Regions from separate parts of the Mus musculus genome. Here region 1 is linked to region 2. The links are chromatin contacts, called in public ChIA-PET maps. All regions are on one chromosome and are shown on one strand. Each heading gives the region's core, a stretch centred on a gene start, on an enhancer-like site or on the middle of the called end of the contact. The rest is flanking DNA. Distances are from core to core; before and after follow the strand shown.

Region 1 (6,872 bases), core at 1,648-4,147, 470 kb before region 2:
GAAAGGTTTTTCTCTTCATTGTGTTTCCAGAAGTTTCTAGTATATTCAATACTGCCTAAGAGTGGGATCAAAGCACTGGATACAAATGTCAGTCCCACTTTAGATCACTCTTCACAATGCACTCAACTTGCCAAGTTCCGAGTCTCCTTTCCTGCCTGTGGGTCACACTGTGTGCGCTTCTTGGGGCGTGGCAGCCCTTCAAGGAGGGGCCCAAGAAGCACAGCTCACGGAGGCTTGCTCTGACTGTTGTGCTGCACTGATGAACCCACTGATGGGTAGATATGCATGACTATGCTTTGGCCCTTTCCACTCATCCTTCTATGTCTTTTCCTATTTTTACTTCTCAGTGTCACTGAGAAGAGTGACACTACTCTATTTCCCCGTATCACTGGGATTTGTGACAGCTGGGTGCATAGGAGCAGGAAAAGGCGCATGAACAAGTTCTCCACAGAGCCACAGCAGTTCATATGTTGGCGTTATTGTTCCTGAGTACGAACTGACCATTTTAAATTATGCTTCTGTTACAAAATTTCCAAGACTTAGGACAGCTTGTATGCTTGATATTTTGTTTCATACTTTAAATCCATGCCCCCCCCCCACAAGGTATCACCACCCCACTCAAAACACTTGAGATTCATTTTAAGAGACAGGACCTTTTGATATTTTCGTTTTCCAGGACGACATCACACCGACATCCACCTTCCACAGCATGGCTCTGTTGCCTAAACTTGGCTGGACGCCCTTGGAGAGAGCCTTTCCCTTAGTGAACACAATTCCACGGAAACTGCTGGAGTCCCTGCTCCTTACCACTGATTTTGGATTCCAAACAAGATAGAACATAGCTGGGGACCTGGGTTCCTGGAGGGGCGCCGCTTTGACACACTCTATTCGCTGCCCTTACACTATTTGTGGAAGTGTTTATATACTATGAAATGCTCAGCCAAAGCATACAGGAAACCGTAAAAGATTTTACGGGACGTATACATGGTTGATGGGAGAACTTAAATGTGACCTGGGAAGGTTCTACCTGAGTTGCAGGAGGCAGATGAGAGTGCCCACGCTTCGTGCTGCTTCCCTGTCTCATACAGGTTAGAAGAGCCTGAAAGCAATGCCTAATTTGGGTGTTATATTGAAAAAAAATTCTTAAGTTCAAACTTTACAATTTCTAGACAAATAAACTTGTTTTCTTTCAGACAGAGCTCATATCTCCAGTTATGTTTACTTATCTTCCATGAGGTAAAACATTGAAGTCGGTATGTTTACTATTTTTTTTAGATTTATTTATTTATTTATTATATGTAAGTTCACTGTAGCTGTCTTCAGACACACCAGAAGACGGAGTCAGATCTTGTTACAGATGGTTGCGAGCCACCATGTGGTTGCTGGGATTTGAACTCAGAACCTCTGGAAGAGCAATTGGGTGCTCTTACCCACTGAGCCATCTCACCAGCCCCTGTTTACTACTTTTTAAAAACAAAGACCAGACAGCCTCACAGGAGCTATCTATATACACTGTATATTTAAAAATATTTGCATTTCTGATGTTTTTTAAATAAAAACCTTAATCTGGAACATTATTTTTGAATCTCAACTATTATCATGTGTGAAGGCACTCCCTTTAGACATGACCCCAAAAGGGCATTTCCAGAAAGTCACACTTGTGAGTTTAGGCAGTAGAAGGTTTCTGCTTCCTTTTTCCTTACCTACGGGGCCACATCAATTTTCCAGAAGAGAAGCTATTTACTATCTTTGGGTTTATTTACTTTTAAGTTTGCTAAAGTACAGGGGATTAACAACAACAACAATAAAATCCCACCCAGGAACTGTCTGTGTATTGCTACCTGATTGAGAGTTGGGCCTTATGTGTAGAAAGTGTGTCATTTACTGGCACAGCCCTTCAAAGATTTCACTATTATGATTCCACATTTATACTTTAGCTGTGTGTATAATCAGTATCTTTAAGAAATAAGTTTATGCTATTGTACAGAATAAATATGAGAGCCCTGTTGTGTCTGGCTGACAGTCTCATAAGTCCAGGGTGGTAAAGTATGTGTTAAGGCTTCGGGAATCACAGACGGTGACCCAGGACAGTCATTTGCTTGTCTAGGCCAGGCTCGTTTGCATCTAAGTATGTGACAATTCCCAATGGCCCTCACAGCTGCCTTCTCTACTGTGATAATAGGTGACACTTTAATCTGAGGGTATAGTTTATGGAAGTATCATTTGTGAGATTTTTCTTCTAAATTTTATCTATATCACTGTCTATAAAATTTTGTCGTACTTCTAATTTAGTCTTGTTCAATGGGCTAGGGGAAGAGCCCACGTGTAGGAAAGAGAAAAAAATTAAAACTATTAATATTGAGCGACTATGGGCACATCTCGGCTCGCTCAGGAAAGACACAAAAGACCTTGTTTCATTTTACCTTCAGCTTTCTGGACGATGATGAAAAGTGAAAGTGATTATGTGAGCTCCCTGGGCAAAAGCAGATTTTATAAATAATTACCTGTCAGACAGTTCAAGATAGACAAACATACAGCAGACCAACACAAACACAGAGCTGTCGTGTTCCTGAGAGAAATGTGCGCTGAGTCTTCCCTTCCCGGGACTATGAGGAGATTAGGTAGAAGAAAACGAAGGGGAAAAAGAAAACCTTGCATTTTTTACCTGGTGCAGTTTTCAAATATATAATGCGGGGCAGAGAAGGGTTTTCAATGGGAGATCTCAGCCCCTGAAACTTTGAGATCTTCTGGCAGATGGAAACCAAATACAATAAGCTTGCCATTTCCAGCATAAGGATGCTTACTGCAGGGCTATAATTTCCCATGATTAGGGACGCCAAGGGCAATGAGAGTGACGATGAAAAGAAAAAGCATAATCATACTTTTCAATAAGCGCGGGTGGAACGTCAGAACCCCTCGGCAATTTTTGATATTAAATATCTGCATTTTTTTTTATAACATGTACATTCTTCTTCCTGAAAACGGTTGTTACACATCAGGTAAACCACAGCGGGGAACGGCACGGCACATCAGGGCACAGCACACTGAGGCTCAGAACGGTTTGTTCGCACAGGAAACTTCTGCTCTTGCTTCTCTCTCTTACCCGGAACACTTACAGAACGAAAGACATAACTTCCTCCTGCTCGATTCATATTAATCAGGAGCTATGCCGGGGCATCTGCTATATTTTGGTTTGTTCCCAAGAGTTACACTTCCTCGTTTACTAGAGAAAGTACGGATGGCAGAGGGGTAGCTTGGCAGCTCCCAGCAAGCAGTGCTGGATCCCCATCAGGGGTAGAATCTGCAGGGTTAGGATCCTCGTGCTCCCGATTTTAAACTGTGCTATGAAAGGGCATGGAAAGTGTGTGTGTGTGTGTGTGTGTGTGTGTGCACGCGCGTGCGCATAAAGATGGTCTCTTCAGTGACTGAGGTGATGGGGGAGGAGGGAACAGGTGGCTTGTCTCACCAGCAGAATCTCTGATGGGTGTATGTTTATAAAGTAACTATGTTTCTAAAATGCACACAGAGACAATCAACAGTGTTGGAAAGCACAGTTGGTGGGTCAGTGGGAAGGGTACACTGACTCATCTAAATTTTGTCTCTTTTGTCCCAAATCTGAATCATAAAAATGCATCATATAAAAGGCAGACTAAACACTGGAGGGGGAAAAAAACGCACAACACCGCTTTTAAGACTTAGGAGCTGAGGGCAGCAAATCTGTGCCAAATTCAAACTCCAAAATTGTGTGATGTGCATTTCTGTCCACCTACACACCATCCCCAACATCCTGCCATTAATTAGGCAATGGCCCATTCAGTAAACAAGGCTGAGGAGGATGGGGAAGAGCTGTAGTCAGACGGTTGAAGAGTCAGAAACAAAGCAGGCCACTCCCTAGGGCAGGAGAACATAAAATCCTATTTTATTTTCCGGCAGGACAGGCAAGAATGACCTCGGTGAACCACTCCCTCTTCGTGGCGGCAGGCACGGCCATGGTCCCCTCAGCAGGCCAGGAAAGCCATCCCACTCCTTCGGTAGGCACTCTGTCAAAGACAAAGAAATCTGCAATGAATTATCGCATCAAGTCGAACAAGGAGAGGAGGCAGAGGCTTTCTTCCTGTTTTGTAGACTGCTGGCTACGAGCTAATAGGACACTGAATATGAATATTTCTGGTGGCACAGCTATAGCGACCATTCTGTCTATTAAAGTCAATGTGGTTAACAAGTGGTTAGGGAGTCTATTTTGGGGAAGTGGGTGATATGCAAAATAAGGCATCCCATTTTGTCCTGTTAATGGATTGGGGTTGGTTGAGCCAAGGAAGAGATGTGCTGGGTCTGTTTGTCTTTTGGAAACATGTGTTCTCTATTCAACATGCTCCGCAGTCTGTTCTAACTAAGCATTGTAATAGTCTATAAATTACTGACTCATTACTGTCTTCCCAGGCATAATTTATAGTCTGGAGTGGAAGGCTGTGGGGACAGACACTAAGGGAGGCCTTTTTTCCTCTGCAGCATGGCAGTCTCAGAGACTCACTGCACAGGACTGGAGGTATGGACAACTCCCATCTGTAGATGTACTTGGAGGCAGCCATATGGGTGATCATGGCAGGATAAATTGTGGCTTTCAAAACTGGACACTGGTTGCAGTAACACAATGCATTCCAGGTAAAGAAAGTGACACCTCACCTTTCATCTCCTGCTAAGGAGTCTGCATTTTGGAGAGGGAAGACCTGGCCAATGGTGGCCTTTCCTGACTGTGTGGAGTCTTACTTTGTGGCAAAGAGGATCATAGCTAAAAGCCAGACTGAAAACGAAAGCCCCTCCCGGGCATGCTGCACACCACTGACCTGGCAACAGTCACACTCACACTTTTAATTCATACTTTCAATTTTTTATGCATATTTAGAAAAATGTAAAAAACCTATTAGGACCTATCAAGCCAGCACCCTGGGGCAGTCTGGAGTCTGTCACTTCCAGCTCAATCTCTCTACTGCAGTGGTCACCTTGGGTGGGGGGGCATTCACACAGGCAGACAACCATGACAGCTGAGCAGAGGTCCCTGTGCACAGCTATGCCACATAAGAGCCAGGATGTGAGCTAAACTTTGAAAATCGGCAAGTAGCCAGAGAAAAGAAGACAGCAAAATGCACCTCTACCCCCTCCAGGGCAGGGATGAGAACAGGGAAGAGAAAGTGCCAGCAACTCTTGTATAGCTTTGGCCCAAGAAGGAACTCATTTTGGGTCTCCCCAACCTGCACCCCACAACCTAAACTGGAACAGCAGCATAATGCTAGATGCCATTGTGCCTTGGGGGCCAGGAGTCAGTCCCTGATACCATAAGAGGACTTGGGCTGCTGTGTCCTTTACTGGGTAGAAGACAGTTCTTCCAGGTCTTGTGACTTCAGGGGACATAGACAGTGACAGTCACAGTCTGAGTCTATGCTTGCTTGCTTCATGGCATCCAGTTAAGGTTTTCTTTTTTTTAAATCTTACAAAGGAAAATATTTAATTGGGGGTGGCTTACAGTTAAAAGGTTTAGTTATCTTAATGGTAGGAAACATGGTGACATGCAGGCAGACATGATACTGGAGAAGGAACTGAGAGTTCTACATCTCATCTGCAGGCAGCAGAAGTAAATGTCACACTAGTCCTAGCTTGAATGTCTGAAACCTCAAAACCCACCCTCACAGTGACATACTTTCTCTAACAAGGTCACACCCACTTCAACAAGGCCACACCTCCTAATAGTACCACTCCCTATGGACCCATATGGACCATTAAAAAAATTGATATTTTATTTATTTACATTTCAAATGTTATCCTCTTTTCTGGTTTCCCCTCTGAAACGCCCCACCTTATCCCCCCCTTATCCTGCTTCTGTGAGGGTGCTCCCCCACCCATTCCTGCCTTCTCACCCTGGCATTTCTCTACACTGGGGCATCAACCCTTTACAGGATCAAGGGCTCCTCTCCCACTGATGCTAGATAAGGCCCCTTCAGTTCCTTCAGTCCTTCCCCTAACTCCTCCATTGGGGTCCCTGTGCTCAGTCCAATGGTTGGCTGCGATCATCCGCATCTGTATTGGTCAGGCTCTGGCAGAGCCTCTCAGGAGACAGCTTTATCAGGCTCCTGTCAGCAAGTACTGCTTGGCATCTACAATAGTGTCTGGGTTTGCTGTCTGCATGTGGGATGGATCCCCAGGTGGGGCAGTCTCTGGATGGCCTTTCCTTCAGTCTCTGTTCCATTCTTTATTCCTGTATTTCCTATTAGACAGGAGTAATTCTGGGTTAAAATTTTGGAGATGGGTGGGCAGCCCCATCCCTGAACCAGGGGGTCATGCCTAACCTCTGGGTATGGTCTTGACAGGTTCTCCCTCCCCTCTGTGGGGAATTCTAGCTAATGACATCCTGTGGGGTCCTGGGAGGCTCTTGCTTTTTAACCAACAGCATTGAGACTGAGGCTGTTGGTGCAAACTCCCAGTTTTGTCTGCATCTGTCCATTGGGATTTAAGAAGTTCTAGCTCACTGCACAGCTTCAGGAATGCAACTGTCAGCAGCCCAACCTCTATCACTCTGTTTATACCCAGGGGAAACTAGGGCAGTATGCTCTCCCAGCATGCAGCCTGTCCCTAGGTGCCATAGGCAGGTCACATCCATGTCTGCAGGTGCAGAGCTGTGGCTGCCAATGTTTCCAGTCTTGTCCTTAAGCTTGTCTCCATGTAACCTGAGGACAAGCCCATCTATGTCTTATGCTTTAGTAGGGCAGACACCAAGGCCACAGAGACTATTGTGCTCAGCCTGTAGGGTCTAGTGAAAGTGTTCTCCATGCATCATACTTCCATATATGTAGATACATGTGCCATAAGTCCAAATGTTA
Region 2 (7,100 bases), core at 3,428-5,927:
TGCCCCTTTTCCTTTTGCCTTCCTTCTTCCTTTCTGTTTCCCTTTTTTGAGTTTTAACTTTTCAGCAAGGAATAAGTAGCTAGCTGCACCACAAAAAGAAAACAGATCACTAGAGACACTATGGAAATCTGCCTTCCAAAAAGCGTTTGCCCGTGTTCCTGCCCTGGGTTTGTGAGAATGTAGCTGACTCCCTGAGCTTTCAGACGGGGCTCCCCATTGTGAAGCGAGAAGGGATTCCCCAGAGCACTCAGTCTTCCCATCCTCTTATTGCAGGGCTAGAGGAGGCACCCCGAGAGTTCCTCTTGAACCCTTGATTCAGGTCACTCTTGGGACCCTCAGTCCCCGCATACAGATAGAATTAGGAAGGTCTGTCACCCTACGATGCTTGAAGAGCAGCTTGCATAGACGGATCATAATAAATATCAGTGTTGATAATTCCTTGGCTTAAACCACCCAGTATGTATGTTACACATATCTATATAGCACGATCAATTGTTCAGCTAATTAATGTGCTTTTATTTTATGATTTGCTGTTTCCAGGGCACAGACAGAAGCTTGATGACTCTAAACCTAGTTTGTTCTCTGATCGCCTCAGTGATTTAGGGCGCATTCCTCATCCCAGTATGAGAGTAGGTGTCCCGCCTCAGAACCCACGGCCCTCCCTGAACTCTGCACCAAGTCCTTTTAATCCACAAGGACAGAGTCAGATTACAGGTAAGACAGACGCATAGGTTTCACTTGGAGTCTGGCAGGCTGGGGGTGAGGGGCTACCAGATAAGATGTGTTCATTTCGTGACTTCCAGAGCTGCGATCGGCTCGTGAAAAACTTAAGATGCGAAGATACTGATTTCTTCCTTTTATTAAGACCGTTTTGACATTTGATAACTTGGGGATGAAAATGAAGGTTTCTGCTAATGTTGGGCTTTACAGCTGTGTCGTGTACACTGTGGCGGGGTGGGAAGAGCTGTGCTGTGGGAGAATGTGTGATATAAATTCTATATTGTATCCAGCTGGTGCAGGGGACAGCATCACACCCTGACCATTGGAAGATTAGTGTTGCCGACTCGGATTTGAGTGTAAATTTCTTACACATATAACAGTTTCATTTAGTTTGCTTCAAAAATAGCCAAGGGCTAACAGGAAGCCTTGATTGGTAGTTAGAGGCAGGGTCAGTGAATAGTTCTTCAGGCAGACAGAACCCATTTTGGATTCATAATTAGCTCCGGTTCTCCACACTGCATTTCTGCTTATATGTTTCAGTGCGCAGGTCACTTTGTTTCTTCTTAACACCAGCATCAGGTCATAACTGGCTATGATGCATTAAGATCCCAGCTCTTTTTGGTTTTCTACCCAACTGGTACAAATACAGACCTTACTTTAGGATCAGTTTGATTGCTTTGAGGTCCCGTTGACAAGAATGTGTGGATCGTGGCAGATCTTTAATCTGCATGTCAAAAATATCAAGAGGTCAAAGAATATTACTTCATCTTCTTGTTGTCCTTGCTAGAGGCAGAGTAGACTAATGAGAAAACAAGTCAAAACAAAACATGCAATAAACCCTAAATGTGCATTTTTTTGATGGCTAGGTTTTCTTCTGTAGTGGCTATACTTAAGTATGCATAACGGTCTCAAAACAGAAATGTTTCTGACCCACCTCTTTTCGGTCTCCTGCCCATGCTCTGCAAATGTATTCTTGGATATTTCCTAAGAGTAGCCTTTTCTTTCTTTGGGTTTGTTTAGTAAATGAATGCAGTTGCATAAAAAGTAATTTGGAATTGTAAAAAAAATAAAATAAAAAATAATATGTCTCAGTATACTGGAAGAATGTTAGTACTCTGTGAGAGGACCATATTTTAACCTGTCTGAAACTTTAAACAGCATTCATGAAGCAAATGGCTAAAAAATGTGTGCTAGATGTGCTCATGATAAAAGTGCAAGGGTGAGGTTCACACTAGCCTGTGGATGTTATAACTTTAAAGTACTGGACTTCAGTTGATCAAGATTCAAAATAGCCATCTTATAAAAATTCTCAGTCTGTCTGTATGTGTGCATGTGTTTGTGTGTGTGTGTGTGTGTGTGTGTGAGAGAGAGAGAGAGAGAGAGAGAGAGAGAGAGAGAGAGAGAGAGAGGAGGGTATGTGTTTCTATATTATTTACAGTCATGATTACTTTTATATGCATATATACATCATATGATTTGGTAACTACTAGGCTACTTAAGTTTTTCATTTCTATGTTCTAATCTTTAACTATTTGTTAACATATTGACAACTAATGGTTTTAGTATGTTGCTTGCTTTAATGTGCATGAGTGTTTGCCTGCATGTATGAATGTGTAGTGCATGTATGTGGTGCTCTCAGAGTCTAGAAGAGGGCATCAGATCCCCAGGAACTAGAGCTTATGGGTGCTGGATCCTCTATAAGAGCAACAAGAGCTCTTTATTGCTGAGCTTCATTGCTCTTCATTCTTTCTAGCCTCCTATGGGACTATGGGACTTTAAAATGGCCCTTTGAACCTGGCTGATGCTTGATCCACTTAAGAGGCCTAAATCTATGAGTAAAGTCACAGGAGAGCTCTGTAAGCCAGGCAGTGGTGGCGCACGCCTTTAATCCCAACACTTGGGAGGCATAGGCAGGCGGATTTCTGAGTTCGAGACCAACCTGGTCTACAAAGTGAGTTCCAGGACAGCCCTGGAACAGAGAAACCTATACAGAGAAACCCCGCCTCAAACAAACAAACAAAACAAAACAAACAACAACAAGAAAGCCGAGAACCTAAAGGTACTTTAGACATCCTTGAGCCAGACATTGGAAAGGCAGTGGGGGAGGGGCTACCTTTAACAGCATCCCTGCATGCAGACGTGTGAGTAAGCTTCTGAGAAAGCAGGGACTTATGGGGGGGCAGAGCATCTGCGAAGATCAGGAGTTTGACCTCCCCTTCTGCAGAATAGGTTCACCTCCAGTTGGCAGCAGTATCTCTCCACTACCATCCCTCTTGAGAGGGTCAGGAAGGTTGAGCTCCTTGCTCGCAGTTGCTTGGCATGTTAGAAGCAGCAGGACAGCTAATATTCCCTGGGTCCATTTCTTAAAATGAAATTATGGCATTCCACAGGTATTGATAGCATCCTAGAAGTCTGTCTTATAAGATACTGGTCCTTCACATGGGGGGCTTTGGTATTGGTGGGCCAATTAAGGATCAGTTGTTTTCACAGTTTTCTTCATTGTCCTCTTTTGGTCATGATAGCTTTTTCTCCAGCCTCCCAAAGCAAAGGTGTACAGGTGTATCTGGACATGCTCTGCTCTTGGTTGTGTGGATGTTCTTTAAATGTCCTCATGTTGTTGCGAGGATGCGGGGACAAAGATGCCTGCAAGTAGTAAAGGGTATGCCGAGTCTTTGAAACTAGACAAGCAGGAAATCCAGGAACACCCAGGACAGTAGCTACATCATGGGTGAATCTCAGGATTCACCTTCTTGTTTATTTACTAAGTGTGCTTTTGATCCCAGCACATGCAGAGAGCCCATCTTTGGCAGGGCAGAGAGCAGGGAAAAGTGCTTTTCTTCATCTACTCTAGCCAAAGAGGCTCATTTGGATCTTGGCCCTCACGCACCATGCTTTTCATAGTAGTCAGTCTACTGAGGAGGTGGAATTCCTCCCCAGATCTCTTCATTATCTTCCTGGGAAGAGCCTTTCTCCAAAAGCTCCTTTCCATTCTCTGAGCATTTGTGGGAATGCCACTGTTTCTCAGCTTCTGTGTATCTGTTTTTCTCCATTGGCTGGTGTGGACTTCTCTGAAGCAAAGAGTCTCACTAAATGTAGACTTGATGAGAATCCAATAGAGAAGAAATAGGTGCAAAAACAGCAGAACTGTATCATGATTTTCTTGTTAGCATGGACCGTGCTTTCTAATTTCTTATCCAGGCCATTCTTGTTTCCTGAAAGTGAACTATGGCAGAAACCACATTTCTATATAATTCTCTGCTGTTAAACCAGTTGGTTTCATACTAGAAGGAGCTGCAGAACTCACATTCTTGAGACTTGCCTAGAGTGGTAACTTCTTGGCATTTCCTATCGGCATTCTAGTTCATGTAATTCTCTGTTCAAGGATGTTTGTCACAGAGCCTGATTCTCTCTTGTTAGCTTGGTTCTCTTGAGGTGTTTACCCCCTCACAGCACACAGTGGTCATGGTTGTATGCGCATCTGAAGTTCTTCGTCTTGCCCAACATCAAAGGCAGATGACTTCTTCAGAGTCCCAGCACAGCAAAATGAAGTTCAAGGAAATAGTTAGTGCTTAGTGGTTCATAATTAGCCTTTTCTAATGTCTCTTGCAGTTCCTAGGGCCAAAGGTTCCAGCCATATGGTGGGCTGGCTTCTCTGCTGTGCCAGGCCGGTGGTGCCGCTCTGTTGATGTCTTTGATGGCTCATGTTCTTTCTGCCTGAGGGACCAGGGCCTCCCCACAGCTTCCTGAGGAAGTTGCCTCCTCCCCAACTCTTTTTTATCATTCTGACATCTGCTGCCTGTCTCTTGGCACCAGGAAACACCTAGCCTGTTGCAAATGCCAACCCCCTTTGACTCAGCATGTGGCAATGGTTTTGGAGGTTGAAGATGCCATGCTAGGAGGCGCTTCTCATGACAGCTGCCACTGTAAATTCTCTGTATGACACAGTTGTACGTAAAAGTAATTCTGGTGATTCATGCCCTTGGGCTCTGTGGGATGGAATTTTGATCTCATCACTGGAAGGACAGTATATACTGATATTTTTCTCTTAATCATTTATGCAGGAAGTCAATTGAGGCTTAATGTTTTGCTAGGCACTGTTGTAAGTGAATCAAATAGATGCAGTTTTTGCAATGGCTTTTATGAAATTTTGAAAATGCAGTGTTTTATATCTGCAGTCTACTTCATGTAATCTTCTGTGCAAATATGTTTTTATAAGAGGGCCTGGTCCTCTCTCATTAGCTTACATTTCAGTGACATTTACAGCCAATAAAGGAGTAGAACGAGTACACATGACATCGTTTCAAAATAAGTGTCCAGGAGCAGAAAATGAAGCACTTAGTACAGAGAGCAACTTAGGAGGAAGGGAAGCAACTAATTTCGATTGTAAAGTTGGGGAAGGAATCTTTGGAGACAGGCCTGTGAGGAGCAGCACGTAAGCAGTGGGAGGACTCATGCAGGTGGGAGGACTCTTGAGAATGAGCAGACTCAGAAAAGCAGGCCGTGGCAAAGCTATGGAGGACCTCAGAGGATGGGGCCACTGAAGGATAGGAACCAAGGGATGGGTGTTCTCTAATCACCGACATGTTTACATGCCACCTTCGGGTGCTCTGTATAGGGTGCATGCATCCCATGGGCCAACGGTAGAAGCAGGCTTATGGTCAAGGTGCTGCTCCAGGGGCTGATCTAATGACACTACAGGGAGTGTAGAACTTGGAGCTTTTTTACCTGGGCAGCTGGAGAACAGGGATATCATTTTATGGTGTGGGGGAAGACTTGGAGAAGGGTATGAGTTGTTAGTTAAATACTAAATGAAAATTAATTTTCCATGAATGTAGATGCTGGAAGTATTTAGGATAGTGTTTGTTTGTTTCTGGTATGACTTCCATTTTCAGTAGACCCTCAGGCAGGACTAGATTCTTGGGTATCTACTAGATGGGCCATTGTATCCTTTACAGTGGCTTTCTCCTCGTGGAATGTGCGTGCCGCTCATCTGACAGTTCACTCACAGTCTCTTTAGTAATATGCCACCATATCCCTACTTTTTCCTGGCATATCCTTCTGTTTATTGTTTTCCCCCAGACATTCTTTTTTCCAGACTTGGGCCAATTGCCATGCCTCTGCCAGGCCTCTTCTGGTCCACTCACTGAGTCAGGCTCCCTTGCCACCTTGTGCAACACTCCATTACATCACGTTCCATGTGGGGACAACGACTTGACCACACATTGTCTCTTGCATCAGATTTTCCATTTTTCAAACTCTGAGGCCATGTTATATTCATCGTTGTGTCCCTATTGTCTTCAGTAATGCCTAGGGCTTGGTGATAAATGAATAAATAGGTCATTGATTTCTTCAGGAAGTATGATGGAATATTATCCTGGACTTAGTCTTTGTAGTTTCTATTTGATTGGATTCTTATTAGCTATCATTTATTGTTGCATATCACGAGCCAGGCACTGTTCCAATGAGGTTAAGTCACAATCCTTCACAATGGGGCTTTTAGGTAGGCAGTATTGTTGTGGCAACCGAGGGCCAGAAAAATAAAGTAGCTCTCCCAGGATCCTACGTACAACTCCTGACTATTAAATAAAAGATTTAAGAAACATCCGCATAGTTCCAGGGCCAAATTGAATACTGTCCTGTGTGCTAGAGAAGACACACTTCTTAAAGGGCTACTTCTGGAGTTTCTGATCTGTACTTTAAAGTGTTTATTGATGCCTTAAGATGTTCTGCAAATAGATGTAGGTGGCTGAAGTCGACTCCATTGTTACAGTCGTTGTTTCTGAGTGTCAAATTTTTAGGAGGCAGCCACCTGTACCTCTATCAGGTTGAACATGTCATTAACCATCGAAGTGAACACGTGTCATGTGTGACCACTTCCATTTTCTGCTTTCCACTGGGTATTATTTAGGAACCCCAGGGAAGATGGTCTCCTAAAAGAGATACATGAGGAGTATCTAGCTCATACTTTAGTATGCAGCAAAATCATTGTTAATGATTAAAGTGTAGTTCTATAAAGCATGTGTTTATAACAATAATTTTAAAAATCATAACTAGGTGGAATGATTTACCAGATAGTCCAAGGCCATATAAATTGCACGAGCAGTTACCTCGATAAGGGTTAGGTCATCATCCTCCACTTCAATCTGATTCTGTAGTCCCTCGGGGGGAATAAAGCTCCTTTAGAAACTAAGAGGATCTCTAGCCAACTATGCTAGTGGGATTAACCTATGCACGCTTGGCTGACCTAGGCTCAGTCCACTGTTGCTTGTCCTGAAGCGTTTATCAGCATAATCCTCTCAGAAGTAGGACAGGACAGCTGAGTAGTGTGTGTCTCAAATTGCTATTCTCTTCAAATGCCAAGTGACCACATAGTTCTGGGA

The links. ChIA-PET counts read pairs in DNA pulled down with a chosen protein or histone mark.
Region 1: an RNA polymerase II ChIA-PET map of memory CD8 T cells shows a contact between it and region 2, with 27 read pairs. The contact joins two enhancer-like sites. A contact is called at or near these places in 1 of 484 Hi-C or Micro-C datasets (the HPC-7 cell line) and 1 of 115 datasets of contacts at active chromatin or transcription factors (memory CD8 T cells).

The regions. Positions count from the first base shown.
Region 1 is chr17:45,116,311-45,123,182 of GRCm38.p6, reverse strand. Supt3 (SPT3, SAGA and STAGA complex component) reads right to left here. Exons shown (of 12, transcript NM_178652.3): 12 at 3,893-4,040. The coding sequence ends at 3,999. Among named protein-coding and RNA genes, the nearest start is that of Gm35097, 27 kb to the left of the region's middle. Within about 2 kb of position 2,897, at least 88 of the 459 cell types and tissues checked have an H3K27ac peak or open chromatin away from gene starts, as enhancers often do. A contact at or near this core is called in the HPC-7 cell line and memory CD8 T cells, where this site is marked.
Region 2 is chr17:44,652,133-44,659,232 of GRCm38.p6, reverse strand. Runx2 (runt related transcription factor 2) reads left to right here. Exons shown (of 7, transcript NM_001145920.2): 4 at 541-714. Among named protein-coding and RNA genes, the nearest start is that of Runx2, 81 kb to the left of the region's middle. Within about 2 kb of position 4,677, at least 94 of the 459 cell types and tissues checked have an H3K27ac peak or open chromatin away from gene starts, as enhancers often do. A contact at or near this core is called in the HPC-7 cell line and memory CD8 T cells, where this site is marked.